Linked DNA regions of Mus musculus: all the other regions are linked to region 5. A link is a contact called in public HiChIP or PLAC-seq, capture Hi-C and promoter capture Hi-C data. All regions are on one chromosome and are shown on one strand. The core of a region is the stretch at or near the end of the contact, and the rest is flanking DNA. Distances in the headings are between cores, read along the strand shown. Region 1 overlaps Gm20755 (predicted gene, 20755). Region 2 has its middle 22 kb from the start of Gm20755. Region 3 overlaps Gm20755 (predicted gene, 20755). Region 4 overlaps Gm20755 (predicted gene, 20755). Region 5 overlaps Gm36620 (a long non-coding RNA gene).

Region 1 (5,124 bases), core at 2,397-4,896, 250 kb after region 5:
CATGACTGATCAGGATTCAGGGCTCCTGTGTGAAGGACAGAGCATTAAAGTTGTCACCCTCTGAAAGACTCCTTCCCAGTCTCTCAGTTTCCATTCTTCACAGTCCATCTCTGAAATCCCCACCCTTGGTAGAGAGCATCCTTTCCAGAGGAATTGGCATCCTTTAGGAGACTCTGTGCAGTTCATACGTTTATGAAAACATTGGCTATTATTTTTCTCTTCATTTTTCACACTGGAAAAGAGATATGATGCTGTTTGCTTGTGTATTGAAATTGTAGAATCTGATGTCAGCTTCAGTAATGACTGCTTCAATTTTTTTCTTTACTTTTAATAACTGTTTGTTTGAGACAGGGTTTCACTACGTACTGGGCTTGAACCAGTGGCAATCGTATCTCAGTCTCTCAAATGCTGTGATTACAGACTTGAGCCCACATACCTCCATAGAGACCTTAAATGTCTTTGTATCTTAGAGAGCTTTCAAGATGGATTTTTGGGATCTCTCTCTCTCTCTCTCTCTCTCTCTCTCTCTCTCTCTCTCTCTCTCTCTCTCTCTCAAAACCCTATGTCTTACACGGTTTTCCTAAACCTGGGATTAAATTTTGCTTTAATTTTTTTACCTGTGTTTAATTTTTTTCTTTAATAAATTCCAACATTTTCCAAAACAACTTATGGGCATCTGGAACATTTTAAGCCACTCCTGGCTCTCATAGTGAGAGGAGGGTGCCACAGGCCATTGGTCCAGAAACTCCCAACACCCTGTCATGAGGAGTCTTCACAGGGAAGAGTGTAAATGTATTATTCCTACACTTGTGAGTCCCTCTGAGGTGACAGCAGGTGGAAAAACTGTCTTGACCACCCTTCAACCCAGCTGTTCTTCATAGATATGGTATACATGATTTTTTAATGCATTCATAATACATTGCATTTCGGTGTAGCCATTTTTTTTTCTTTTGCTGTATAACAAGTCCATCATACATTAGAAGCTAAAAAACATGCATACACTTTCTTTCTTGGAACACATAGGAGATTGTGCCCAGGGCCGCTGTGACACCAAAATCCATATGGGTTCAAGTTCTTCTGTAAAATGTGATAGAATTTGCCTGTTAGCTACACACAACCCTCTGTAGAGTGACCATCATCTCTAGATGATTTACTATGCCTCGTGTGTTTACTTAGCTGTCTGTCATATTAAAACTTGGCAAGTCTCACGGCTGTTTACTTGGTTCTAATCACTGGAACACCAGAGTCTCAGAAAGGGAGAGAGAGGGCCAGTGCAGGACTTAGAATTTGAGTATTAATGGGATGTTAGAGGAATGTTAAAAGGATTTCAGGTGTGGGACTTGAGAAAATTGGTTCTTCAATGTAGATCTTTTGGGAGTGGCTTATAGAAGACATCCCAGAGAAATCTTGTATCCTTTATATCCTGTGTCTATGCTGCAGGAAGATGACCCAATAAACCAAGAAGTAAGCCCTAAGAGACACTGACTTTATAGGCACAATTGTCTTAGACTCCATACTCTCTAGAACTGTAAGGGATACATTTCTGCTGACAGGATGAAAAAATGTTTTATTATACATGGTGTTATTTTCTTTATACTAGAGCTAGTACACTATATTTACCTGATGATTGGTTTCTTCTTCTCTTCTCTTCTCTTCTCTTCTCTTCTCTTCTCTTCTCTTCTCTTCTCTTCTCTTCTCTTCTCTTCTCTTCTCTTCTCTTCTCTTCTCTTCTCTTCTCTTCTCTTCTCTTCTCTTCTCTCTCCCTCCCTCCCTCCCTCCCTCCCTCCCTCCCTCCCTCCCTCCCTCCCTCCCCCCTCCCTCCCTTCTTTTTCTTTTTTCTGTTTTTTTTTTTTTTTGCCAAGGTTATGCTATCTGAACAAGGCAAAATCTGACCTTTAGACCCTCCTGCCTCAGCCTCCTTAGTGTTGGACTGTAGGTTTCCATTACCTTACTGGCTGTTAATTGACTTTTTAAGTTTTAATTTTCAAACATATGCATAATTGCAAAATATTTGTCTCAGAGAGGAAAGAGTTATTCTAGTTGTACTGAAATTCATTCTGATAAATAAATAAATAGCTAGAGGTAAAATCTGCCCTTTGTATTTAATATACTTGTTAATACATAGCAACGTTGTCCCTGCGACATCTCTGTGTGTACACCTATTGTGTCCTGATGCTGTTCAGCTTCCTCTTGCCCTCTCTCCTTGTTTCTCGCCGTGGTTCTCCCTGCTTGCTTTAGTAATCCTCTTGACTCCTTCTAGGTCTTAAAAATAACCCTAGAATCTCTGTGTGACTTACTTTATATAACACAATGACCTCCCAGCCACCAACGTCCCTGTAAATGACACAAGATTATTATTCTTTATGCTTGAATGCATACATTTACATACATATCCAATATATATTCCATAGTTTCTTTGTCTGTCCCAATGTCACGTTGGGTGCTTCTGTACTTTGGCTGCTGTGAATAACTCCCCAGTAAGTGGATCTCATGCATACTCACAAATCCCTTCCAGGGAGTCCCTCAGTGGTACACCTGGATTGGACTGTGGCCCTGCTGATTCTTGCTGAGGACAGCTGTCCTGACTCTGGGAGGTGGGATCTCACATGGTTTGGAACTCCATCTTCCTAATGACTGAAGACCATTTTGTTTGCAGGTATTTATTGGCTGTTTATCTGTAGTTTAAGGAGTATCTCTTCACACTTTATGACTATTACATTCATTATTAGATTTCTATTATTTCGCTATTTATTTTTAAGTTTTATTTAACGACTAAGATTTTTCTCCCATTCTATAGACTGTCTGCACTTGGTAGAAGTGTTAAAGTTTGTTATAATCATGTCACTGATTCTTGCTGTTGAGTTCTCAGCCACGAAGAAGTTGCCTTTGCTCATATCTCGACATTATTCTCTGCTTCTTCCAGATGTGACCACAATGCAGGTGTTTGATGGGAATCGGGTCTCAATGTTAAATTCGATCAATGGAGGACATGAGTTTTGGTCCTGGTTTTAAACAGACGATGTGCATGCATAAGATCGAAATTATTGCCCCCGTCAGAAGTGGGCCTTTGCTTCCTGAGGCAGATGACTTGTAAACCACAGTTTCACACTTTATAACATGCACAGGTTTGAGTCTGCCGCCTGTGATTATCCATTCCCCCGGGCTTTTGTGCTTGACTGTTTAATGCAATAACTTAGAAGGCATTGTCCCCACCCCCCCCACCATCTTAGGATGTAATTAATGAATAATTAACTGCTGCTAGACTCCAGAGATCCCATACCGACCCTCATAACTGTGTTTGCATCTCATGCGTGTGCCTTATCATAGTTGTCTGGCTTCTTGCTTCTCATTTCCTTGTGATAAGATTCTGGGCACATTGAGTCTCCGGAAGTAAGCTCGCAGGGCTGCCCCGCGAGTTTATTTGAGGAAGGAAATAATCAATTTAGAGCTATTAGGGCTGGAGCCCTTATCCAGCTCATTTCCTTGTCTAATGCTTCGCAAGCTGATATTACATGTTTAGACTTCAAAGCCTCAGCCCCGGGCTGTGAGGGCTTTCATTAACTCGCAGTTTCTCTGGAGCAGTGAGTGTTTGTCATTAACATGACTATAACCCACAGACTTGCAAACAGGGGCCATAAAAGTTGTCGGAAAAACTTGTGCCACTCAGCCCAGGGCTTTAGCTTAGGCCTCTATTCATTCTGTGTTGCTGGTGAAGTGCAAGGGCGGGTGGGGCCAGGCTCACATTCAGAGGTGTGTGTGTGTGAACATGGTGGCCAGAAGTCAACCTCTGCTATCTTGTCTGAGCAACAGTTCACCTAGTCTGGGGACAGGGTCTCTCACTGGGACTTGTCTAGCTGGCTAGACTGGCTGGCCAGTGAACCCAGGGGTTCTCCTGTCTCAGTCTTTGGGCTGCTGTTAGGATTGCACGTGCTTACCACCAGGCCAGGTATGTGTGTATGTGTGTGTGTGTGTGTGTATGTATGTATGTATGTATGTATGTATGTATGTATGTATGTATGTGGGTTCTGGGGCTCAGGCTTAGGTCCTCAGGCCTGGGTGGCAGACTCTTTACTAGCTCTCCCCAGCTTGATCCTCACAGTTTTTTATTTGCTTCGTTCCTTTCCCCTATAAGGTTCAGTGTCTTAAAAAATAAGAGTTTTGTCCTATCAGCAGAAGAGTGAAAACTGTAGATGGGTATCTAGTCCACATCCAGGTGGGGAATTTTTGCCCTCCCAGTCCCATCCCCCTTCCTGGTATTATACAATCTAATCCAGACACAGGCAGCAGTTAATGTACCATCAATAGGAAAGGAAAACAATCAAACAAAAAGAAGGGGAAGGAGAAGAAGAGAGAAGAGAGAAGAGAGAAGAGAGAAGAGAGAAGAGAGAAGAGAGAAGAAGGAGGAGGAGGAGGAGGAGGAGAAGGAGGAGGTGGAGGAGGAGGAGGAAGAGGAGGAGGAGGGAACAATTCAGGAATACTAGAAGGAAAAAGGGTGTTATCCTGAAGGCAAGAAGCTGACCATAAAAATCAATAATTATAAATCTGAGATTGTGACTATCTGCTAAATCAAGTTAGCTTGGTGCTCACTATGTGGTCGTCTTCTGGCTGTACACAGGACACTGCTTTCCTTCACTATGGATCTGAATAGGCTCCTGGGAAAGGCTAGTGCGCTCTGCCAGTTCTTAAGAGAGAGGTCCAGTTGGACAGAAGTAAGGAGACAGTTAAATGGGATCAGTACTTGTCTCGTGGAACATTGCTTCTCTTCCAGCTCCTGCGATAGCAATCGATGGAGGCACTTGGACCACCGTGGGAGGGCTTCCGGTCACACAGAGGAGCGGGTTCCAGAAGGGGCTGGGCTGCCAAGGATCTGCAGCTGCTGTTGGAGCCTCCCCTGGTCCGGAGTGGGAAAAGCAGAACAACCCCTGGGGAAACACGATAAAAACACGGAAATTGTAGGAAAATCACTAGCAGTTGTCTGGCTCTTTTTCTGTGTCAACGGGCTTTTGTTTAATGTTTTAGGTATCTGAACGCCACCGCGGAGGCTTTTGTTTGGTTTCCCTCTAATTAAAAATAGCCAGCTCAGCAGTGTATGGTTGTAACAGTAAAGATGAGAAAAGAAAATTC
Region 2 (5,704 bases), core at 65-2,564, 150 kb after region 5:
TGTGGTGCTGGGGAAGGGGAGAAGGATTTGTATTGGATGAGAACCACTTTGTCCCTACTGATGTCTGTGGGTGGATGCCTAATATCCCACAGTGGGACAGAAGTCCGCTGTCAAGCATGTTTGACTTGGTGGGATGCAGTGAGTTAATGCGTTCTCCCACTCATGTTCCTCTAGGATCACAGTATAATACTGGTCATCATGTGAGGGAAATGCTCATGAGCAGAGCACCTGTGGCCTCCCAGAGAGCCTCGTCAGGGACGCTGCTTCCAGTTCTGTGGGTTGTGGAGACACAGCAATTCTTTCTGTGCTTCTATACTCCCAGGCATCTCCTTTAGCTCATGAGGGGCCCCATGTCATCTGTACAATTCTCTGTAGGAAATTCTTTCTCCTTTCGAATGGTTTCTCCTGTCATATATGTGTGTGTGTGTGTTTAATTCATTTTAATATATCAGCAACACGATATTAATTGCACCAACAATTCTTTAGTTTTAAGGCCCCATCTAGGAAAGTTATCATGGCTAAAGTACAGAATATTTAGCCAGTATATTGGGGCAAGTGTGTAGGTGGGTGGTAGAGAATTTGTCTAAGATGTATGAGGGCCTGGTTCTCTCTCTCTCTCTCTCTCTCTCTCTCTCTTACACACACACACACACACACACACACACACACACACACACACACTCATACACACAGTATCTTGTCAACACTGACACAAAGCCAACTCTGTACTTGGGGTTAGCTAGCAAAACTTGATTGTGCCCAAAGGCAGCAATTTCAACACAGGCAACAGTGACAAGTGTCCTATGCTATTTCCTCACTTACAAGTCTTGTCACGGCATATTTGAATCTCCAGGTACTATTGAAGCCAAAATGTCTAGAGTCCAGTTTCTGAGGCTGGAGTCAGCTCTGTAGTGTGTCAGTCACCTGGCTTTGTAGGAGCAGTCTTGGAGTGATGTCCCAACTGTCGGCTCCTTCCCTGATTATTCTTGCTGTAAGGTAAATGGTGAAGGACCTCAGAGTCGAGGGCTCAAACCCTTAGAGTCATAGTTGGACCGTTTAACAGGAAGCTGACTGGAGAAGACAAGAGCTTCCCCAAGCCCTCTGAGCACCTGGCTATGCTCCTGAAGAGGACTTCCAAACAAGAGTGTGCCTTAGGCGGCTTCCCAGCTTCCAGCTGGATCCTGGAAAAGGCTCTTCCTCAATTTCCTGTTCTTCAGCATCATGGAAAGTGGTTTATTGCTCACCCCAACCCTGCTGCTGCTTTTCACATGGAAGGAGAATGTGTTACCCACAATTCTTTGCCATGAAGAGCACAGGAAACCGTTGGAGATGAGACTGCGATCCAGCTCCAGAGTGTAAGGAATGAGTGATCTCTCTCTCTCTCTTATATTCACACATGCGCACGCATGCACGCACACACACACACACACACACACACACACTGATGAGGGTGGGGAGAGAAAGAGGGAGTAAAGGAGGGAAGGAGGAAGAGAGAGAGAGAGAGAGAGAGAGAGAGAGAGAGAGAGAGAGGGAGAGAGAGAGAAAGAGAGAGAGAGAGAGAGAAACAAGAGTCAGGCTTGAGTCCTGCAGTTATTTCTGGCTTTGAATTGTGTCCAAGTCTCATACATTCACAGACGGCCTCGCCAAGGCCCACAGCTGTCCTGCATTTTCAACAGATCCCACAGGGCCTCGATCAGGCTGAGAGACATTCCTTTGCTCTGACACAGGGCCTAGAAGGAAGGGCTGTAACCTCTGAGGCTGTGGAGGTGGGAGCCTGCCACCCTGACCTTCCCAAAGTGCCCAGACATACAGGTGCAAGAGTGTGCTGGATGGCACAGCCCAGAGTGTGGCAGGACCTGTGGGTGATTGTCCTCAGAGCCCACAAATCCAGTGTGCTCTACTTTCTGTGGCCGTGGTGGAGAGACACATGCTCCTGTTGCTGTTTGGGATGCTTGTCACAGGAAAGGCATGCTCCTCTGGAGATCTTCCCAGCTGTCAGTAATGTGCTGATATACCAAGGCCAGTCCTGAGCAGGCTAGCCAGATAAACAGGATGTCCACAGTGTGTGAGAACACATGAGTGGAGCGACCCTCTCTGCCCATCTGTCAGCCCCATAAGGGACTGTCGTGCCTTGCTCCATCTGCCTGTCTAGGGCAGGAAAACAGGCAGCATGGAACATATGTGAGAAAAGCCCTCTCCCTGGCTACAGGGGCCATTGGTGAGACTGGGAAATCTGACCTAAATGGGAAGGAACATGGCTTTCTTGTTAGTTGCTTACTTGTCGGGAAGTACTTTAAAGACATCCCAACACACAGGGGAAGACATAATTAGATCATCAGTGGCTGTTGTGGGAGACAAGGGGGCTGGTCTTCAGGAACAGCTCTGCATGCCAGTGGAATCAGCTTCATGTTTTCTTCTTGTCAGACACACACTGGTTATTTATGTGAATATACAGAGACAAGTGACGCCTGTGTCATTGTCCTTCTTGTTTTGGAGACACTGTGTCTGTTGACGATCAGTGTGTAAACACGCTCTCAAGGCGGCAGGAGGAGGCACAGAGGCCCCTCCAATAGTCTGTGCAGACTGGGCCCTTGGAGGAAGAGCAGCAGACATCCTGGTGTGGGCTCTTCTGTGGTTGAGGGTGTCGAAGGTGAACCCCACAGTAAGAATGTGCTGATAGGACATTAGAGTTGAAAGTGAACCCAGTTTCTCTTCTGACCTGAACTGATGGATATGGGAACGATTGCTGTGATTGCACAAGATCTCCCAGGAGTGTGGCCAGAAAGTCAGATATGTGATTCTAATTCTCGGGGGCCCTGTGATGCTCTCTGTGGCGTGGTACATGTTCTCTACTTCCGGTACATCAGACGCAGCTTCGTTTACGTGGATTCAGTGTTGTTACTTACTGCTTTGATTTGAATAGCAACTGTTTTAATTCTCTGTGTTTTAAACTACAGTAGAAAGAACAAGAAGAAAACTCCTTCCACTTTGTCTTTTATTAGCTCAAAATTTAAAATTTGAAAGAGTTTAATGGGGGCTGGAGAGATGGCTCAGCGATTAAGGGCACCGACTCCTCTTCCAAGGTCCTGAATTCAATTCCCAGCACCACATGGTGGCTCACAACCATCTGTAACAAGATCTGACACCCTCTTCTGGTGTGTTTGAAGACAGCTACATTGTGCTTAGATATATAATAAATAAATAAATAAATAAAAGAAAGAGTTTAATGATGTAAGTAAGATGAGGCTAATTGCATAAGAAAGCAATTTTACAGTCTGACTTGTTAGAGGGAATCAGTATATACTTTTATGTATATATGTTTGTAACTGCATGCTGGATCACACATAAAACTTTTGTGTGTATGATTTTTTACTTCCATGTCTGTGTGTTCACCATGTGTACATCTGAGGGTTCTAGCAAATGAACCCAGGTCCTCAGTAAGAGCAGTCAGTGCTCAGGGATCTTCAGGCCTGCAGAATCACAGGAAACCGCTATATTTTCATATACATGTAGATTTACATGTCTGCCCTCCCTCTCGCACGCTTGCTCCCTCTCTCCCTTCTTCCTCCTCCTCCTGTCTTATCCCCCCTTCTATTGTTGCTGCTCTTATTTAGGACAGGGTCTTGTTCTGCCTCTCAAGCTGGTCTGAAACTCACTGTGTAGCTTAAACCATCCTCAAACTCATATAATTCCTCCTGCCTCAGCCTCCCAAGGGCCAGTTTCAGACACCACACCTATCAATGTGAGATGAACATTTTCAAGGTAAACAATATATCTGCCATACTGCTTTTGGTGGCACAGTAAATCGGTCCATCTTATATATTACAATATTTGCTCATCTTTAGTTGTGTTGGGTGCTTGAGGACAATTTTCCTCTCCAATAAGTTACTACATTGTGAAGTTTCACTGAATTGTACACTGGCTCTTGTCATAACCCCCATTTTCACGAGTAGAGTTTCTAGGTCAGAGGCTGTGCATGTCTGCAGAGCTTGCTGTCCATCAGATCTCTGTGCCCGCTTCTCTTTCCCTGTTCCAATATCCGTGGTTTGTATTTGGGGATGTGGGACTTTAACATCTAGCAAGACAGACAACAAACGGAAACAACAGAGCCTCTTCAGCTAGTAGCAGGGGCTATGCCCTTACCCATCAGGGCCTTCAGTTCCTAAAAGATACTGTCTGTGGAGAGCACAGGCACTGTAGAGACAGAGATGATGCATGCTTGTGACAAGGGTCTTCTCATTTGTATCCTCCAAGGGCAAGAGGGTGGTGACTTTCAAGTTCACAGGGTCCTCGGAAGGAGTCCCTGCTCACATCTCAGATGTTCATCCCAGAGACCTCCCAGCCATGTCCGTTTGACTTGAGAAGAGGGATGAGCACAGTTTTGTAACAGCCTGGAAGTTGTTAATTAGAGAGCAAGCATGTGGACAGCCTAGGGACACTGAGACCTTCGGTTCTGTGCTTGAGTTGCTACCCTCACCTCTGATGTGCAGTTGCTTTTAGTATGGAGAGTGAGTGCCAGCTATGTTCACTTACCAAAGGATGGAAAGCGAAACCGTTACATTCTGAGAGATTGGCGTCTATCTAACTCTATCTACTGCACTATCACGCTTTGAAGACAACTCCAGAAGGAAAAGTGCCTCTACGTTTCATTTTTGCAGTGTGACCCCGTGACATCGTGCTGGCTGGTTTCCTTGCATCAGAAAGAGTCATAGCTACTCTGTCAGAGCAACTGTGGCCTTTACTCATGGTGACAGTGTTAATATCACTGTTTTTTCCTCATTGGATGGGTATCATATAGTCACTATATCTTTAAAGGTGTAATTCTTCCAGGCAGGTATTTGATTATCAAAGTAAATAATGATACAGTTTCAGATTGTACTACAATTGAGTTAATGTTCTCCATAAATACGAACAATAAATTTTACTATCATTATTCAGTGTCTTAGTTCGTGTTTTAGGAAGTAAATACTTTGGTTAGATAATTTTTAAGTCACAAATCGAGCTTACTTTGAGTGCTGAGTTCTAGAACACTCCAGCAAAGCTTCCTGAGGTTTTTCTTGACAGTATTTTAGGGAGTGAGGAGTTGAATTTTATTAATACTTCCCTCTCATATTAATTTGTAACTATCCTGTCACCTCAGGAGAGGCCATTGCAGGGTTGGAGAGCAGAGCAGGCACATTTAGATAGATCAGGGAGAAAAACAGAGTAAAGAAAAGATCTACCTAGGAAAGACAAGGCTTATCCTGGGGGAACATTTGCTCAGCGTGGGCTCACATCCTGCCCATCAGACACTTCGGGGTGAATTCTACATGGAATGAGGGCCTGGTGGGTATTTGCCCCCAGATCATGCCTTTAACCCAAGTATTTGTGCTTTAGAATGGCTCCTCTCAGCTTCATCATTGTCCACCTCCTGTCCGAATTCCTGTCATTCATACCCTGTGACCTCTGACCCACCAGCTGATGCCAGATCCTCTTAGCCACTCATTACTTTTGCAGTCACCTTGGCTTCTGTCTCCAGAGACGGGGTCTGTATCTCAACCACTTCCCCGTGAAAGCAGAATCATGGATCTGGAACTGTGTCCATGGCGGACTGTCCTCTGAATGCCAAACATGGCACAGTGTTATGTACATGAGTGCTTCCAAATCAATGGAGCAGGAACTTCGTACCAGACCCTTGAGCAATAAATGGGTTACCTTTTCATTT
Region 3 (5,695 bases), core at 475-2,974, 220 kb after region 5:
TGGAAACTGGAGACAGCTATTATGTAGTATTAAAGTGAAAGATAGGACTGCAGAAATAAGAGATGGGAATCAACATTAGATAATACTGTCCAAAGCTCTCTCAGAAATACTGTGAGATTAATGGTGTGTTCCCTGAAGTGGCTGAGTTGCCTGTAAATAAAGCTCCTTTTGACCGGGGTTTGATATCTTGCTTCTTTTGGGTCATGGTGCTGCTGTTTTCCATTGGGGTGAGATCTGTGCTAGTGCCTCACAGCCTGGTGTGTGAGAGAGGACTCTGGTTGGGTATAACCTGAGCAACCTCTGGGAAAGCCCTCCCCAGCAGCCATGTGGGAAGCCATGTCTGATGGGCTGATTGGTAGAATGGGAAGAGAGTCGAGCCAGAGAATGTATCTGAGTGAAGCAATAAGTTGAGGAATCCCACATTCAAAAACAGATGAGCTGACTACAATAGAAATAGCCACTCTGTCTTGACAGGCTTTATTGATGGTCTGCTAATATTTTGAAAGGGCTCCTGAGGCTAACACGATATATTTTCTCTTATATTGAGCAATACTTACTGATTGAGATTTCCTAAAGAACCAAGCTGTGGCTGTTTTATATAGAGGTTGAAAGCCAATGTTGGCTGTAAGCAAAATTTACGATGTCCGTTAATTAGCACTTCCAGGCACAATCAACACAGGTAAATTTGTAGCCAGATAAACAATGAAGGCTTTAGTTTGTTTGTTTAGCCTGCGTGTGTCCTGTGTAATATTTGGAACACACCTGAGCTAGAAAATGCAGCTGTCTTTTTAAAGTTCCGTGTAACTGGGTACCCTGTAGTTTATGTACTGAGACTGTTGGTCTTAAGCACTGCCTTTGTGCCATCCTGCTTCTTTATGCTATGCCACTGAAGCTCCTTCTAATAATAGTCAATTTCTCAACTCTATTAAGTCAGACTGACTTTGTGATTTTTTTTGACCCATAAGACACAGCCAAAGAGACATTGTGCAAATCAAGGCATGCAGGCTAGGCTACTATGTGACTCCCATCTTTGCTCTCCTGGAACCCTACAGCTATGTGTGTCAAAGGCTGGGACTCAGTTGCCAAGAGGAGCCACATGGAAAGAGGAGGCCCCATTCTGATTACAAGAGGCCATTGCTGATCCAGAGCTCTTGGGAACCTCCAAATGTTCATGACTTTTCAAATGAACTAGTTGAAGGAGCCAGCCAGCCAATGCACAGATTGCTGGTAGAGATGACTTACTGGAGTTGGAACCTATTCTACTTTGAGTTAGTTTTCTGCACAGCAGTAGATAGCTGATATAGTCCCACTCAGGACAAGCCTAAAAAAATCTTAATACTGGTATCAAGTATGGTTTGTCTCCAACAGGATGGGTAGACTAACAGACACTCTCAACACAAAACACAGGCAGGCCATATAAAACATTTAAGAACATAGTTATACCATATAAACAGGTTTGTATTGATAAAAGAAGGAAAATAACTAGAATTCAAGAATAGAAGTGAAGGAACAATCTAGAGGTCCAAGAATGCAGGGACCGGAAGTCATGACCAGGTGACAGGAAAGAGTGAAGGCCAGAAGGAGACAGCTGTATTTCTTCTTGTTCAGGCCCGCTCTTAAAATCTGTTAAAACTCATATGGAGATCCACAAAGCATGGTCTGGAGACTGACAGATTTTATCTAAAAATCAGTGTTATAGGCCAGGCACTAATTCCACTCAGGTCCCACAGTGCCCTCCTCAGGTCTACCCTGGGAATCCGGAGGCTCAAAAATGACTTCTGCCTCCAACCAGCCCTTCCTTCTCATACAATACTGCCTTTCTGAACTCAAACAGGGGAGGCTAAGACCAGTCTGGGTCAAAGCCATGACAGACATTGAGTGGATTAAGCACCTTTTCTAGGCTATTCACTTGTCCCATCTTTCCCAGGCTATACTCAAATGCAGGCAAAGCCATACCTATTCCTGAGGATGAGGAGGAATGGACAGATATTCTTAGGTAGCCCTTGATACCTAAACATGGTTAGTAGTACTTATAGAACATAAATCCCAAGTTAACTGAGCATAGATAGACTCACGATATGCCAGGTTTTAAATCACCATGACTGAGTTGCTTTCTGATGGTGTATTAGCTAGTTTTCTTGCTGCTTTGACAGATTTTCTGACAGAAGCAACTCATGTGAGAGAAACATTATTCAAGCCTATAGTATCAGAGGTTCTCACCTATCACAGTGGGGAAAGAATCAGCCAGCCCTTGGAGACAGTGGCTGCTCCTGTCTCATGCTAAAGATAGGAAGGAGAAAGCTCAAGGCCAGAATCAGGGCTGACTATAACCTCAAAGGCTCATCCCTAGACACCCACTTCCATTAGTAAGATCCTAAAGTCTCTAAACACACGAGAAACAAGAGTTTGAAACATGAGTCTGTGGGAGACATTTTAAATTCAAGCCAGAGCATCCTGGCCCTGAACATAATAGTCTCAGAACTATCTCATAATGCAAAATACATTCTAACTTCAAAAGTCCCTAGAATCTTAACAGTTTTAGTTCAAAGTCTCTTCTTAGACTCAAGGCAAATTCTTTGCTGTAAGCCCTATCTGATCAGGGGCTGCGCATTACATACTACCAGTATATAATAACAGGGTAAATACCCTCACCCGTAAAGTAAGGAATGGGGGCACCAGAGGAAAATGGAGTCAATGCAAGATGAAACCCAGCAGGACCATAGCTACAAAGGTCTACATCTTTGTGTTTGGCATCTGGAACATCTGGAGGCATGATGTGAGATTGGACAGCCCCACCTCTACATCCCTGCCATTTGTGGCCCATGTGTCCTCTCTCTGGGCTCATTTCCACTTGGTTTTATCATCTTTCCTCAGAAAATGCTCCATGTTGCTGGCATCCAACATCTTGTGGTCTCAGTTTCAACTTAGACTTCATCCTTAAAGCTTTCTGGATTGTCTCATGGGACCTCTCTATGGAGAATTGACCTTATACTTCTCACCTTCACAGGCTTCTGCTGAAATCTTGGCACAAGGTCCCCTAACCTCATGATTTTTGTATTCTGCAGGTATGCAAAACACTATGTGGGGGATAATTCAAATGTAGCTGGGTCTCCCTAGGAACCTAGGGCTCTGTTTGAATGGTGTGTTCCTATTCTTTTAGACAGTGTCTTCTTAAGTGTTTGAATTTTTTACATCCTAGAACCACTTGTGGGTGGGGTGTTCTTCATTATTGCTTCTGCAGTACAACATCCTCAATTTCTCCCTAATGTCCTGATCTCTAATGATTTTAGCATTTTGCCTCATTGGCATCACCCTGTCTGTAGCATGTTTAGTATGCTCATATTCCCTTCTCCACCAAATTACAATTCTATTTCTTTCCACTCTGTTTTTCTTCTCTGTCACCATAAAACTGACAAAATCCAGTCACCAATAACTTTGGAACTGGCTAACTGTCCTGCTGTTTTGAAATTTCTCCTGTGAAATGATTTAGTCCATTATTTCTGAATGTTCCTTCAGCATTTCAAGACACAGATAAAACATAGATTGCTGGTCAGAATGTAGCATGGTTAGCCTCTAGTCTAACTCCTTACAGAGTCTTTGTTCCCACCTGAAACCTCATGAACACAGTGTTATGTCTACATTTCTGCCAGGATCTGCTCTTCCATATTGACCTGAGAACAGACCATTAGACTCAACTTTCAGCATCTTCAGACTTTTCTAGACTCTTCCATATTCTTCCCATGAACCACTTCCAAAGACTAAAGACTTTTCTGGCTTGCTTTACCACAGCAATAACCCCACTCTTGGTACTAATTCTTTGTATTGCTTTTCCCATCACTGTGACAATGTCTGACAGAATTCAAAGGAGGAAAGATTTATTTGGACTATGATTTCAGAGGTCATGGTTCATAATGGTGGAGAAGGCATGGTGGTAGTAGCTGTAAGCTGTCTGACCTTGGAGTTTGTGGCTGTGACTGTTCATCTGACATGGATAGGAAACATTTAGAGCTGGCCCCAGCAGCAAGTATAATCTTTCACATCTTGCCCTTGATAGACAATTTCTTCCAGTCAGCCTTCACCTCCTGAATGCTCCGAGACTTTTCAAAATAGCAAGCTGGTCACAAAGCATCAGAAATCAAAACCTACAGGGTACATTTCAGATTCAGACGAAAGTAAGGATAATTATATTTTGCTTCATATCATTTTCAAAGTAAAGTGAATGAATGGAGTGCATTAATTAAACAAATGAATACAAAAACTGATCATTCACATTGGGTGTTCAAGGGTTGTGATTGCTGTGATGAAAGGAAGGGTTTATTTGGTTTATATTTTCAAATTATGACCACCATTGAAGGAAATCTAGGTAAGAGCTCTATCAGGGCATGAAGAGGGTGGGGGCTGATGCAGAGGCCATAGAGGAGTGCTGTTTACTGGCTTGTTCCTCATAGCTGTCTCAGTCTGCTTTCTTATAGGGCATAGGACTGCTAGCCCAGGTGTGGCATCACTATGGGCTGGAGCCTCTCCAAGTAATCACCAACCAAGAAAGTGTCCTACAAGTCTGTCTACAGCCCTATCTTATGAAGACATTTACTAAGTTCAAGTTCCCTTCTCTCATGACTATAGCTTGTGTTAACTTGATAGAAAAACTAGCCAGCACATTGCGGAAAATTCAGGTTCTGCACAATCTTCTGTTGAGTTTATAAAGTGAAAGATTGCTTCACTCAGACCTGGATCTATTCTGATGCATAAAACCAAATCCACTACAATTATGTACAGGCATGAATGACATCGGCTTAGGAATGAAACTTTATGCCCAAAGTAGAGTGAACAAGCATTTCTACCGCTGAACCCAGCATTGGAGCTTTAATTTTAAGACAGCATCTGCCATATGTAATTCATCCTATTGGTTTCAGTTGGGTTTTATTTTCAGTTTTTAAATTTAATTTTACATGTGCTATGATTTTGTGGTTTTTAAAAGCTATATTTTCTGGTTTAATGTTCCCCTCACACTGTATTTAAGTATTTACCATTAAATTAACACTACAAGATGTTAGAATATGTTTTTCCTGTAAAAGAGTCCTTTGTAACTTAACCAGTCAACAGTTAGATAATGTGTTAAACCAGTATGGAAGTGTGGGAGTGAATTAAATACATGTGGTTCTTTCTTTTTTGAGACCCCCAGTGGGACAAGAGGAAAAATAGACAATCATTTAGATTCAGAGAAATAGGAAAGGAAGAAAAACATCATAAGACTGCGTCTTTTGAGAGACAGAAGTATAGGATAATTCCGAAAAGATAATCTACCGGATTATCCCTTTTCATGGTGTCAGATGGAGCCTCATCTTTCATTTAGGAGATAAGCAACTGTCCCAGAACCACTTCCCTGTCTAAGTTCCTCCTTCTCCGAGCCTAAGCCCCACCCACCAGATTGCTGCCTGCTTCTGGGTCATGCGTCTGAGTGATGCTGTATGGTTTTAGGGGCAGGCATCTTGTCATAAGGCTCTACAGAGCCCATGTCCCGGTGAGTTCCCACAGATGAGATCCTTCTGTGAGCCACCTGCCACATGCCCTAGTCTGAGATGGTTGCCTTGGTTTGCATCTCAGTGTAGTCTCCTTTCATTTTGAGGGTTGAGTCATCTGCTGAGCAAAGAGACTCACCCAAGCGCTTTCTGAGCTGAATGAACCCACCAACCTG
Region 4 (5,858 bases), core at 2,399-4,898, 180 kb after region 5:
TCAACTTTCAGGCAGCTCTACAGATAGGAGAATGTCCTTCCCTCGGGGGTCCTTAAAGCTGACATAGCTGTGTGGAGGGAAGGCCTGTGAATCTGCTAAGTTTGAGGGACTCTTGAGTTGTTTATTTTTCAAATCTTAACGGGCTGAGAAATCTAAGAATCTCAGTAATTCCTTTCAGGATGGAGGGCTCCCATTTGGAGGAAGTGGTTAAGAGAGGTGGGGACCCTGGTGCCCTCTCTCTGCTTCACTCTCCGCTGTTACAAAATGAACAATTTTCTCTCTGTGAACCCCTGCCATGTTGTTCTGTTTCACCATGGTACCTAAAGCCATGAGATCGACTGTTCATAGGTAGACCAGGGAGACCACAAGTCTGGACAAAGCCCTCTGAGTTCTCTTGGATGTTTGGAAAGCAGTCTGAGACACCAGTCATGCCTCTTATATGTCTGTTGAAGGATTCTTATGTGACTATCCTGAAACTTTAAATTCTCATATCTTTAATTTACTCTGCTATTATTATTATTATTATTATTATTATTATTATTATTATTATTATTATTTTATAATTTCTTCCCTTTCAATCTTTCTCCTCCCCCAGTCATTCTCTTTGGAAGCCCTGTTTCAATCAATCTCCTTGTTACTAGATAGAAACAATTTATCTATGCCGTCAATGCCCTGGTTATCTGGAGGCAGGGTTTGGTTATCTGGAGGCGGGGGTTGACGGGGCATCCTTACTGATTGCTCATCTTTGTAACATCATAGCAGTTCAATGAAATCCACGCCATCTCTGGGTAGGGGTGGGGAAAGTCTGTAGATTCATTGAACCTCAGTCCTTATAGCATGTACTTTCCAACTGTGACACTGCAGGTTTTCATGCAGTAGGTGTATCCTCTGAGACATTTTCCCATCATCTGCCCAGTGACATTTTCCCATTAGCACAGTGTCATAGAAGGCCACAGGATCCTGTGTGGGAACCACCACAAATAACAACCTGGGCTCTGAACAGGGACAAAGATAAACCTATATTTCTTCCGTATTTTTATTGTAAATAAAGGAAAAGATGGTTTAAGTAAAGTTTTCATTATCTCATGGGTACTGGGTTATCTCTAACTTCAGTGCAAAATAAAACCCTCTACCTCTCTTTGGTTGTAAGATCTTCACAACATTACTCTGTTCCTTCCTGAAAATGGACAAACCTTTCCCCTTTACTTTTGGTAATAAAAAGAGCAAAATGGTTGATTAGGTATATTTTATTATTTTCTTTCTTTTAACTCTTTGATGCCAAGCAAAGGAATGGGCTGGTAACTAATTATAACATGGGATTATGTAACAACATGAGATAAATGTACTTAATTGAGCAAGCCCACATTTGGTGGTGAGGAAATAAACTGAGAGGTGGGGAAGTGGCACTCACAGGGTTAATTCCCAGCAGGAACACTTAGACGCTCCTGCTGATGCAGACCTTCTCTTCTCAAGATGGAGAGAGTTCTATGGATGAATGGAGTTATGGTAGCACAAAGTGAATGGCTGCAATGCCTTTGTGAATTGTAAGTGTAGACATGTTTTTCAGATGCTAAATTTTATCTGATGTATATTTATCACAATGAGAAAAATTGTTAGGACTGGGGAGAAAGCTTAGTCTCTAACAAACATGGTTGGGCATGGCAGCACACATTTATGATCTCAGTGTCAGAAGTCAGAGACAAACTCCTTGGGGCTGACTACACAGCCAACATGGCATACATGGTGAGAGACAATGTCTTACAAAATGTGGGAGATGGCACCTGAGGAGCATCTAAGGTTGACCTCTGGCCTCTTATGTACAGGCACACATGTGAATAAACACACACACCACAGCATGTATGAAATCACATTAGATTGTATCTCTAATGTGAAATAAGTTACACAGGTTCCCTTCCATGAGTAGAACACTGAGCGGTTCATCTTACCTGTAGAATTTCTTACTAATATTATTCTGACTTTGGAAGCTTGGGAAATCAGAGCAGCCAGAAGCCTTTACTGTAGTTATGTAAGAAAACGAGAGGAGAGTGATTCCAGTCCAGTTCTGAGCCTTCTCTGTCCTCCTGGCTCCTGCCATGTGTGGGTGACTTCCTCCCTCATGTGTGTACCCACCATATTTGCATCACAGTAGGGAGTACACATTATTCTTTATTCTAGGATTATTGTATTCCAATAAATTCAAATGAATCTGACCACGTAGTGAACATGGCAGAACAGTCCACAAAACCTGCTTGTTGCTCGTGGCATGGAGCAATTCCTAGTGTCAAGTGCATCTGAAAGAGTCTCCCCAACACACCCAATCGGGGATGGGAGTCAGGCTGACAGCTTCAGCCCTGGGCTCTGTGCTCACACCCTGGCATTTTGGTGCAAAATGAATCCAATGCCTGAGAAAACCTTAAGACCCAGGTCATCTTTATTTTCCCTCCAGAGAGTGAGTTATTTGGAAGCCCCAGTACAAGGGAATGCCAGGGCCAAAAAATGGGAATGGGTGGGTAGGGAAGTAGGGGGGAGGGTATGGGGGACTTTTGGGATAGCATTCTAAATGTAATTGAGGAAAATACGTAATAATAAAAAATATTTAAAAAATAAAAAATGAAAACGTTTTGTAGAACTTCATATTTTTTTCTTCTCCGTATGAGGTTTAATATGCGCTCATTGCTTAAGAAGAATAGTCTACCTGATTGGGTCCCGTGGCGAGCAGAGCTGTCCCAGCCTTGCTGGAACTTGTGTTTCCTAAGTCCTGGCAGAGAGCAGGCTGAGTAGATGCTTCCTGCCCAGAAGCATAGGTACACGAGTGTGGGCCCAGGGGGCCTCTGATTAGGGTGCTGAGGAAGCAAGCAGACACCTCCAGCTGCCATCAATCAGCTCAGAGCCTGGCTGGAGCCGTAGTGGGTGGATTCTGCTCTGTGTGGTGGAAACACAAGGAGACAGAGACAAATGTTCTCTGGCCCTGCCGTTCTCCATGCTGCCCTTTCACAGTCCTTAACATGCATGCTCAAATTGATTTAGCCCCTTTCCCCTCAACTCAACCGTCTACTTTCCTTGCAGACTGACAGTTTTATGTGTGGCTGCCCTGCCAGTAGCTATAGTGTTTCAGAAACATTGACTTCCAGACTTAAAGGATGAGTGAGGAGGGGTGGGGGTGGAGAGGAAGGGAGGTGAGCTTGACTCATTTTAATTCCTTTTTTTTTATGGGGTGCAAAACATGCCCATCTCGGCACCAACTTTGTCTCTCCCTCTTGTTTTTCTTCTTTATTTCTTTTCTGTGTCAATGATTTCCATGAAAAGGTTTGAATAAAGCCTCACACTTGAAAAGCACATCTGCCAGGTGATGTCAACGCCTGGCCTGCTCCGTTTCCTGTTGGGTGGTGAACATGCCATTCTCTCATGGCCCTGGAATGCTGATTTGGTCCAGGGGCGAAGGCCAAACACAGGTAGGGTCAAGCTGGAGGAGCAGGGTGTGGAGGGTGCTTTCTGTCTTCAGTTCAGCTTTTGAGCGAGGGGGGCTGGGAAGAGTCTAGAAGCAGTTTATTGTCTGTTCTGCAATGTAAACTCAGAGGAGGAGGAGAGGGCGGGAAGTAAAAACTGGACTGTCAACAGTCCCTTGTCAGCTGCCTGCACAGCGTGCAGACATGCCAAACGTTGGGTGGACTTTGCCCGGGACAAGCCAGGACCCAGGTTTGACCCTTACCCTGACATTATTTGGAACTGGATGAAAGCACCTTCTCGGAATGTGTGAGAATATTTCTGGCATCGAAGGTCGAAGACTGAGCCTCGGAGTTAAAATAAATATTCAGGGCAAGGAAGGAAACAGAGGTTAAGGGTTTGATCAGATAGGAACTCGGAGCTCACGCAGTTCATCTCCCTCCTTGTACTCTCTCTGGTTTCATGTGTTCATCTACACAGCAGCCAACACACAGCTTGTCCTTCCTGCTCCTGTGGGGAAGGGTTGAAGGGAGGCCATTGATTTATGAAGACAAATAAAGATAAAACAAACAAAATAAAATAAAGTAGGTTGACGCATGAACCTTGGCCTGTGTATTTTCAGTTATTCCCTGAGATGGGTATTTAGTTCATTGTGGTGTCTTACTCTATAAAGTAGTTGGAAAGATAATGCAGGAAGAGACAAGAGTATTTTCATCTTTTTGTAAGAAATAGAATCTGGGGGAAAGACCATGAGGCAGACATATACTTTTCTACGCACACAAAAACATAAAGAGAGAAAGTTTTCATTGATCTTGCATGGTTAATGTAATGGTTCAGGGCTTTAGTTACCAGCCAGGTACCCTTATTACTGAGTGCTTTCTGTGTTTCCAGAAGCTACCGAGTATCGTTCTGCTACGCACTAATGTGACATTTGGGGTCATCCTCACGTTATCAGGACTCACAGGGCCGTCCTTGTCTCCCTGAAGTTCTCAGGGTCTTCATGGTTGACTGTTTCTAATCAGACAGTGCTCTGAAATACCCAGTTCCTTTGGAGCCAGGCATGGAATGCCCCTGGGGAAGTGAAGCATGCAGTTCCTGAAGCCAGACATTCAGTCTCCACTGAGGACCATGGATGGGTGGGAAAGCCTCCCTCCTGGCCTCTGGCTTCTTCATCTTGGGACGGAAGGTGTACACCGTGGCTTGCTGGCTGCTGACGGTGTGGGCAGAGGCTGTGTGGCAAGGTCAAGGGAGGCTCAGGGAGTTTCTGTGTCACTTTCTGCAGCCATGCAGCTTTCTTTAACAAGATCCCATGAAAAATACCATCTGAAAACACAAGCCTTGCTCAGTATAAAGATCTAAGAGGTGAAAATACAACTGAAGGGCAACCTTCCCTCTGACCATGAACTTTAGAAGTGACCTTGAATCTCTGTTTAAAGCCCATGAGAACAAATATACGTATACAACTGAGTCACTGAAAGGCTACTTTTACTTTCAAGGACATACTACGGAAGGTGTCTGTACTCTAGGAAATGGGAGATTTACAAAAGCATTCGTTCAGAATGCAAACTTGGGATCTATAATAGTCTTCCCTTACCTTGGCTCCACTTCCTGAAGTTTTGATGGTAGTTGGCTATGGTCTGAAAATGTGGCAGGGGGAAATCCATCATTTGTGGGTTACATGCCATTCAAAGTAGTATGATGAGGTTTGTGATAGGATATAAATTATCCCTTCATCTAGCACATCTACCAGGTTCACCCCTCCCACACATCATCCACTTCTCAGTTATTCTGGAGATCATATCCAGAACCATGTTTTCTCAGAACTTGTGTCTGAGTGTCATTAGGGGCATTGTGGGTAACTTTAAGATAGCACATCCTTACAACTGCTTGATCTTATTGTTGCAACTGTTTTGGTTGCCATAATAAAATGTCTGCATTGAAAGCAATGCAGAAAAGGGTTTGTTTCACCTACTAAGTCATAGTCCATCTTGAGAAAAGTTAAAGCAGAAATTGAAGCAGAAGCAGAGGTAGGAACCATGAAGGAATGCTGTGTGCTAGCTGGCCTCATTTTGTACTAACAGGCTTATGCTCAGCTAGGTCTCTTACGTATCACAAGCCCTCCTGCCTGGGGAATGGTACCGCCCACAGTGAGCAGGGCCTTCCTTTTTCAATGAAAAATCAAGGCAGTCACCTACAGTCATGTCTATAGGCCAATCTGATCTAGGCAGTGCCTCAGTTGAGGTTTCTTCTATCAGTGACTCTAAGCTCTGTCAAGTCAACAGTTAAAGCTAACGAGGACAGCTGATGTCACTAATATCATATTATGACTAACTTATAAATTAAATGCAATCAGAGGGATGTAGAGGAAGGATGGAGTATGTGTGAGGGTTCAGTGTCACTAACAGACCCAATTT
Region 5 (5,549 bases), core at 1,835-4,334:
GCTCCTGGGAAGTACCCAGGAAGGATCGGAGAAATCTGCAAATGAAGTTTAGCTCCAGACACTGGTTGCCATAGCTGTTGGATCAGATCAAGAAAACGTTGCTTCATTAGAATTTGAGAGCCAAAAATCAATGGTTTTGGGAAGCAGATTCACTTGCAGCTATGAATAATAAAGACTGATGATACAGAAATGTAAGTCCTCACATAAGACTCCCAGGAAGGGCTACTCAGAGCAGGTGCTCAAGCTCCAGGCATGCTCAGGGACCCAGGCTGCTTCCAGGCTTTGGCTCTCGTGTCCCAAAGCATCAAGTTCATTCTCATAGTTGCCTTGGGGTCCAAGGTGGCTGCCAGACTCCGTCCACTGCACTTGCATTGCAGGCTCAGCAAAGTCAGAAGAAGGAACAGCAAGAGGGATGTGCAGCCCAGCTGGGCCAGTCTTCCCAGCAGTCCCTTGTGAGTTACACCATTGGCCAGGACTCAGCACGATACAGTCTCTGTTCTGGGCAGTGTACTGGGAATCTGGAAGAGTTTTCTTTAAAGAGAACATGGCTAGAGATTGACAGGTAGTGAGGGTCTCTGTGTTAGGCATGGTCCTTAGAACTCTGGACTGGATTCATTTATTTGGTAGCAATGAGTGAAGCACTGGGGGCTGGATGGAGGGAATGAAGACTTGGACTGCAGGGACCATGGCTGGAAGGGAAGAGTCTGACAAGGTTTGCTAGCTGAATTGAGAAATCGGGAACAGTGCCAAAGGTAGATGGTGATGTCATTAGTTGACATTAGCAAGGAAGATCCTGGATTAGGAGTCAGACTTGCTGACTGTGTCCAGTGGGCTGTCCTGCGGCTGGTGCTCAGAGCTGTTGAGGGTGGACATTTCCAATGCATACTGAACCTATTTACATATTAAGAACATTCTAATGTCTGTAGGATGTCTTAACATGTATTTTGGGGTTTTATAAGTTGCTACTTAGGGCTCTCTTAATTGTGTCAGAGGAAGGGTATAGGGCTGCCTCTTTTTGTGCAATATCACTGGGCCTAAGGGTCCTGAGAGTCGGGGCAAAGTTTTGTTCTTGAAAAGGTGCTTCTCCTTTGCCTTCCCCTCCCTTGCCTTTAGTTCCTGCCTATGTGGTGGTTGGAAGCAGGAGCTCAGTGTCCCAGCGAAAAAAATCAGAATAACACAAATCTGAAGATGATGGCCTGCACATTGTATAATATTTAAATAAAGTTTGAGTGTTTAAACCAACGTTTGAAGTTGAGCAATATAAACCAAAATAGTCTGCCAGCACACCAGTGCTACACAGGCACTAAGTGCTAAGCAAGGCTCTTAGGAGTCAGGTGGGAATGGCCCCTAGGCAGGGGTGCAGCCCCGACCTTACCCTACAACAACAGCAGGTCCAGGGGGCTTCAGTTCCTGCCCCACCCCCAGATCTTCTCGTGCTAGGTGCCTCTTGCAAGACAAGCTGAACTGTGGGAACCTTTGGAGAGGACCATAGAACCAGCCAGGGATTCCCTAAAACGAGACAGACTGGCAGATTGTGTAGGGCCATGGAGAAAGCTCAGTGAGCAATGTGCTTGCTGAATAAACGTGAGGGCCTGAATTCGAGCCCCAGGACCTACAACCTATGTCAAGAAAGGCAGGTACATAGCTCTTGGGAGGCAGAGGCAGGCAGATTTCTGAGTTCTAGGCTAGCCTGGTCTACAAAGTGAGTTCCAGGACAGCCAGGGCTACACAGAGAAACCCTGTCTCAACCCCACCCCCCCCCCCCAAAAAGAAAGAAAGGCAGGTACAGTGGGGCACTTGTAGTCTCAATGCTAAGGAGAGAGAGGCAGGGGATAGCCATGTGGCTCACTGCAGGCCAGCCTTGCTAAGATGGTGACCCCAGCCCAATGATAGACCATGGCTCAACAACAGGAGGGCTCCTGACAAGTGACACTCAAGACTGACCCTCAGGCTTCACCCTCATGGACACACAGGCAGGACCATCTTCCACTTTGTTAAACACAGACCTGTATGAATTGTGTGCTGTTCATCAACTGTTAATTATTATAGAACTGGGTGAGTCGCAGGTCAACGAGTGGGGAAAAGAGGAAGCTGTGGGCTGAGGGATGGAGTGAGCAGTTCTAGGAAACACTGTGTCTCTAGAGGAAACGTGGAGCTTAAAAAGATACCCTCTGGATATTTTTCTTTACAGCGATATGGTAAGTGGTCACTCCTCTGGCCACATGTTGTGCATGAAGCAGTACAGACATAGGGTAGAGTGGCATGTGAGAGAAGGGTTAAGGTGAGTGAGGTCTTGCTGGCTTTCCAGTCAGTCTTGAAGGAATGCTCGGTCTGGCAGAACCCTACTTTGAACAGTCTGTTTCCTCTCCTGACACAGGTCTTGGCATCCCTGGGGAAGTTGCCTCGAAGCCCTGAAGCTGGAAGGGGCCCTGCTGCTCCAGCTGTGTAACCCTTAGCTTTATCTGTCTGGCTTTGGCCTCTTAGGTTTGTCCTGCCTTGGTTGTTTTGTTTGTCCAAATGGTTCTGTTCTTAGGGTGACACATAACAGCAGCATCTGATTGCTTCTTCTGAAGAAGAAGAAGCAGGAACAGGTTTGAGACCTGTGTTGCTGAGGTGGCTCATTCTGGGCTGGTTATTGCTGATTTGTTTTAACAGCATGTGGAGAAGTCTGGTGGGCAGAAAAACCTCTGTAACCCTGTCAGTGGCAGAGTTTACAAGCTTGTCTTCGGGGTTCTTGGCAGTTGCTAAGCCTTTGCCAGGCCCATTTCTGTCCTTGCTACTGGTGCACCCAACCCTGGACACTACTTACTGGTGTAGCTGTTAGAGTTGTGTTCGGGAGCAAACAAGTGTTTTCTGAAAATGGTGGCAGTGTTTCCCTTGATGGGACCTGCGAGTGTCATCCAGTACAACGAAATGAGGGAGAAGAAGCAAACAAAACAAAACAAAACAAAACAAAACAAAACAAAACACAAAACACAACAAAACAAAACAAAAAAAACACTTGTACAGAAATAGCAGAGGCAGTAGGAAATGACGCCGGTTCAGGCTTGTTTTCCTGACTGGTGTGGCCTCATTCCAACCTGTTGCCATGGGCTCTGGCCTGTCTGTGGGACACCCTGGTGCAGGGGGCCTCAGAGGAAGGGAACTTCTACATTTCTGTTTGCCTGGGCTCCTTGCCAAAGCCTGAGTTCAAAGTGCAGTTTCCAGTAATTTGTGGGGACGTCTCTGTGGGTTCACTGGGCCAGGACAGAAGCCTGCAAGCCCAAGTAATATTTCCTAATTGCTGTCGCTCCTTGTGGAGGGAAGGAAGGTGGTTGAGGCTCTTGCTGGTGCCTAGGGTTGCTTCCTTGGATCCTGCAGCTGACTGGCCTTCTCTGTCTCTGGCTGTCCCCAGCCTTCCTCTGTCATCCCATGCAGCCATGGGAGTCCAGCCCAAAATGAGACTGGATTTTATATTACTGATATCCACTTAGCCCCTTCTTAGAGCATCCTCTCCACCCTGCCGCTTCCCTGTGTCTCAGAACATCCTGGCGATTGTGGGTGAACCCTTGGCAAATGAAGGGCTGGGTAATGGCGGGCCTCACCTCAGAGGAGGGCTTGGAGAACAGTGGACTTTCTATCAGGCAGATACACTCAGGGACAGTGTATGTATGTATGTATGTATGTATGTATGTATGTATGTATGTATGTATGTATGTTTTTTGAGACAGGGTTTCTCTGTATAGCCCCGGCTGTCCTGAAACTCACCCTGTAGACCAGGCTGGGCTCGAACTCAGAAATCCGCCTGCCTCTGCCTCCCAAGTGCTAGGATTAAAGGCATGCGCCACAGTGTTTTAATGAATTGTGTTTTCTCTGGCTGTGGATGAGACACTCTTGACATGGAGCAGGGACAGTTTTAGGCCACTGCGATCTTCAGCCCTGTGAACACAGGGCAGTGGCCTTTTAAGTCTGATACCCTACCTCAGGTATCCCGAGGCCACCCTGATAGCACTGAAGGGAGAATGGACACAGCACCACCCCACACTGTGTTCCTGGCCTTCTTTCTACAACACACTTTTTTTCATTTGCTAATCTCAGACTGGCTCTCTGGTGGTGTCTTTCCTCCAACCTGGAAACCCAATTTGAGTGATTTTTCATTTTAACAGTTTTCTGTAGCAGTTGGGCTTGCTGGTGGGGATTGAGGGGACTTCCCCGCATAGAGGAATTTCTATCTGTTTAAGAATCACAAAACCAAGTGGGTATAAAATATTATTTAAATATTTTTATTGGAAGGTCAGTACTTTTTGAAATCATCTAAATAATTAACTGTACAATGCCAAAATACCTCATTAAAGCTTTAAAAAATATTTCTTGGTTGTGTGGCCTTTATTAAGCAATTAATGGCTTATATAGCTTTGCTCTTCTTTACTAAGTTGGTTTAAAAAAACAAAACAAAACAATTTACATTAACTGAGCAATTGTGATACACCTTTAATCCCAGCACACTGGAGATTGAGGCAGGTGCGTTCAAGGCCAGCCTGGGCTATAAAGTGAGTTCCAAGACAGCCGAGGTTACTACATAGAGAAACCCTGTCTCAAACAACAACAACAACAAACCAACAACAAAAGTAACAAAAACCGATTTATATAAGAGAATTGGTTATTTGTTCTTAAAAATGTCTTATGAACCCAGGAAGAGTCCAAAATATTGCTCTAGCCTTCAGTTATCATTTAAAAAGAAACAAAACAAAACTCGTGACTAATTTCTTTAAAAAAAAAAAAATCCCAGGTGCCTGACTAGCTAAGTCTGTAGCAAATCTTGGGGATGGTGCTTTTGGAGTTTCTGCAGTGAGCCAGGTAGATGGCTCAGGTGATAAAGTGCTTACCTCGTAGACAAGAGGACCTGAGTTTGCATTCCCAGCACCCACAAAAAAGTGGGTGCAGAAAGCAACACACTTACATAATCCCAGCCCTGAGGAGGTGGAGGCCGGTGGATCTAGGATCTCCTGGCCAGCCAGCCTAGCTGATCCAGGTTCAGTGAGTGACTCTGTCATGAAAAGAGACTGAGATGAGGGTGTCAAGATGGAGCAGCACACACATCACTTCCGTGGATTCTTGTTAGTGGCCACAGCTGGGAGTCTGGCTAACTGTGGTTAGATCTTTCTGGAAACAGCACTGACGGTTTCATCTGCTTCCTTGGTCCCCAAAGAAGCCATGATAAGTCTTCAGCCTCCATGAGGCCAGAAGCTCTGAGGTTTCAATCTTGAGAAAGTGCCTTATGCTGTGAGTTAACTGCCCCTCCCCCTCCACACCCCAGGAGACTCAGTTATTCTTCACACATCAGGAGCTGTAAAAGTCCTGCCAAGAGAGCAACATTTGGTTCTTTTGTGGGTCCCCCACTCCCTCCAAAAGTCCCCCAAGTGTTTGGTGGGAATAACACGTGAAGGTTCAGGGAAATCAAAGTTCTGAGGGAAAAGTATTTTTATATTTATACAGTTTTCAATATCATATTTTAAAATTCACTGCTGTATTAAAAGGACTGAGGAGTCAGTTGGCTTTTAAAATAACTG

Evidence for each region. HiChIP or PLAC-seq counts read pairs in DNA pulled down with a chosen protein or histone mark. Capture Hi-C pulls out chosen DNA fragments and counts their contacts.
Region 1: a contact with region 5 is called in an HNF4G HiChIP or PLAC-seq map of pancreatic cancer cells. The contact joins two enhancer-like sites. A contact is called at or near these places in 10 of 39 promoter capture datasets (the C10 cell line, cranial neural crest, embryonic stem cells and 5 more), 1 of 15 datasets of contacts at CTCF or cohesin (the NIH/3T3 cell line), 4 of 484 Hi-C or Micro-C datasets (the G1E-ER4 cell line, cerebral cortex, double positive thymocytes and 1 more), 7 of 115 datasets of contacts at active chromatin or transcription factors (craniofacial prominence, embryonic hindbrain, embryonic stem cells and 4 more) and 2 of 9 other capture datasets (adipose tissue and embryonic stem cells).
Region 2: a contact with region 5 is called in a capture Hi-C map of embryonic stem cells, with 2.0 times the contacts expected there. The contact joins two enhancer-like sites. A contact is called at or near these places in 9 of 39 promoter capture datasets (the 3T3-L1 cell line, the C10 cell line, Sertoli cells and 4 more), 3 of 484 Hi-C or Micro-C datasets (the Patski cell line, cerebral cortex and neural progenitor cells), 5 of 115 datasets of contacts at active chromatin or transcription factors (cardiomyocytes, embryonic fibroblasts, fibro-adipogenic progenitors and 2 more) and 4 of 9 other capture datasets (adipose tissue, embryonic stem cells, liver and 1 more).
Region 3: a contact with region 5 is called in a RAD21 HiChIP or PLAC-seq map of pro-B cells, with 6 times the contacts expected there. The contact joins two enhancer-like sites. A contact is called at or near these places in 12 of 39 promoter capture datasets (the 3T3-L1 cell line, the C10 cell line, the HPC-7 cell line and 7 more), 3 of 15 datasets of contacts at CTCF or cohesin (the NIH/3T3 cell line, large pre-B cells and pro-B cells), 6 of 484 Hi-C or Micro-C datasets (the AML12 cell line, cerebral cortex, cortical neurons and 1 more), 7 of 115 datasets of contacts at active chromatin or transcription factors (craniofacial prominence, embryonic hindbrain, fibro-adipogenic progenitors and 4 more) and 4 of 9 other capture datasets (adipose tissue, embryonic stem cells, liver and 1 more).
Region 4: a contact with region 5 is called in a promoter capture Hi-C map of adipose tissue. The contact joins two enhancer-like sites. A contact is called at or near these places in 12 of 39 promoter capture datasets (the 3T3-L1 cell line, the C10 cell line, the HPC-7 cell line and 8 more), 7 of 484 Hi-C or Micro-C datasets (Sertoli cells, embryonic stem cells, liver and 3 more), 6 of 115 datasets of contacts at active chromatin or transcription factors (craniofacial prominence, double positive thymocytes, epiblast stem cells and 3 more) and 3 of 9 other capture datasets (adipose tissue, liver and pancreatic islet).

What each region holds. Positions count from the first base shown.
Region 1 is chr3:37,971,930-37,977,053 of GRCm38.p6, forward strand. The region is part of intron 2 of Gm20755 (predicted gene, 20755); the gene reads left to right. Among named protein-coding and RNA genes, the nearest start is that of Gm22899, 21 kb to the right of the region's middle. Within about 2 kb of position 3,647, at least 70 of the 459 cell types and tissues checked have an H3K27ac peak or open chromatin away from gene starts, as enhancers often do. A contact at or near this core is called in the G1E-ER4 cell line, adipose tissue, nephron progenitors and 2 more, where this site is marked.
Region 2 is chr3:37,873,792-37,879,495 of GRCm38.p6, forward strand. No RefSeq gene overlaps it. Among named protein-coding and RNA genes, the nearest start is that of Gm20755, 22 kb to the right of the region's middle. Within about 2 kb of position 1,315, at least 143 of the 459 cell types and tissues checked have an H3K27ac peak or open chromatin away from gene starts, as enhancers often do. A contact at or near this core is called in adipose tissue, heart atrium, liver and 2 more, where this site is marked.
Region 3 is chr3:37,951,372-37,957,066 of GRCm38.p6, forward strand. All of the region lies in intron 2 of Gm20755 (predicted gene, 20755), which reads left to right. Among named protein-coding and RNA genes, the nearest start is that of Gm22899, 41 kb to the right of the region's middle. Within about 2 kb of position 1,725, at least 3 of the 459 cell types and tissues checked have an H3K27ac peak or open chromatin away from gene starts, as enhancers often do. A contact at or near this core is called in pro-B cells, where this site is marked.
Region 4 is chr3:37,904,098-37,909,955 of GRCm38.p6, forward strand. The region is part of intron 1 of Gm20755 (predicted gene, 20755); the gene reads left to right. Among named protein-coding and RNA genes, the nearest start is that of Gm20755, 8.2 kb to the left of the region's middle. Within about 2 kb of position 3,649, at least 110 of the 459 cell types and tissues checked have an H3K27ac peak or open chromatin away from gene starts, as enhancers often do. A contact at or near this core is called in adipose tissue, kidney, liver and 3 more, where this site is marked.
Region 5 is chr3:37,726,192-37,731,740 of GRCm38.p6, forward strand. The region is part of intron 1 of Gm36620 (a long non-coding RNA gene); the gene reads left to right. Among named protein-coding and RNA genes, the nearest start is that of Gm5148, 4.6 kb to the left of the region's middle. Within about 2 kb of position 3,085, at least 96 of the 459 cell types and tissues checked have an H3K27ac peak or open chromatin away from gene starts, as enhancers often do. A contact at or near this core is called in the G1E-ER4 cell line, adipose tissue, heart atrium and 9 more, where this site is marked.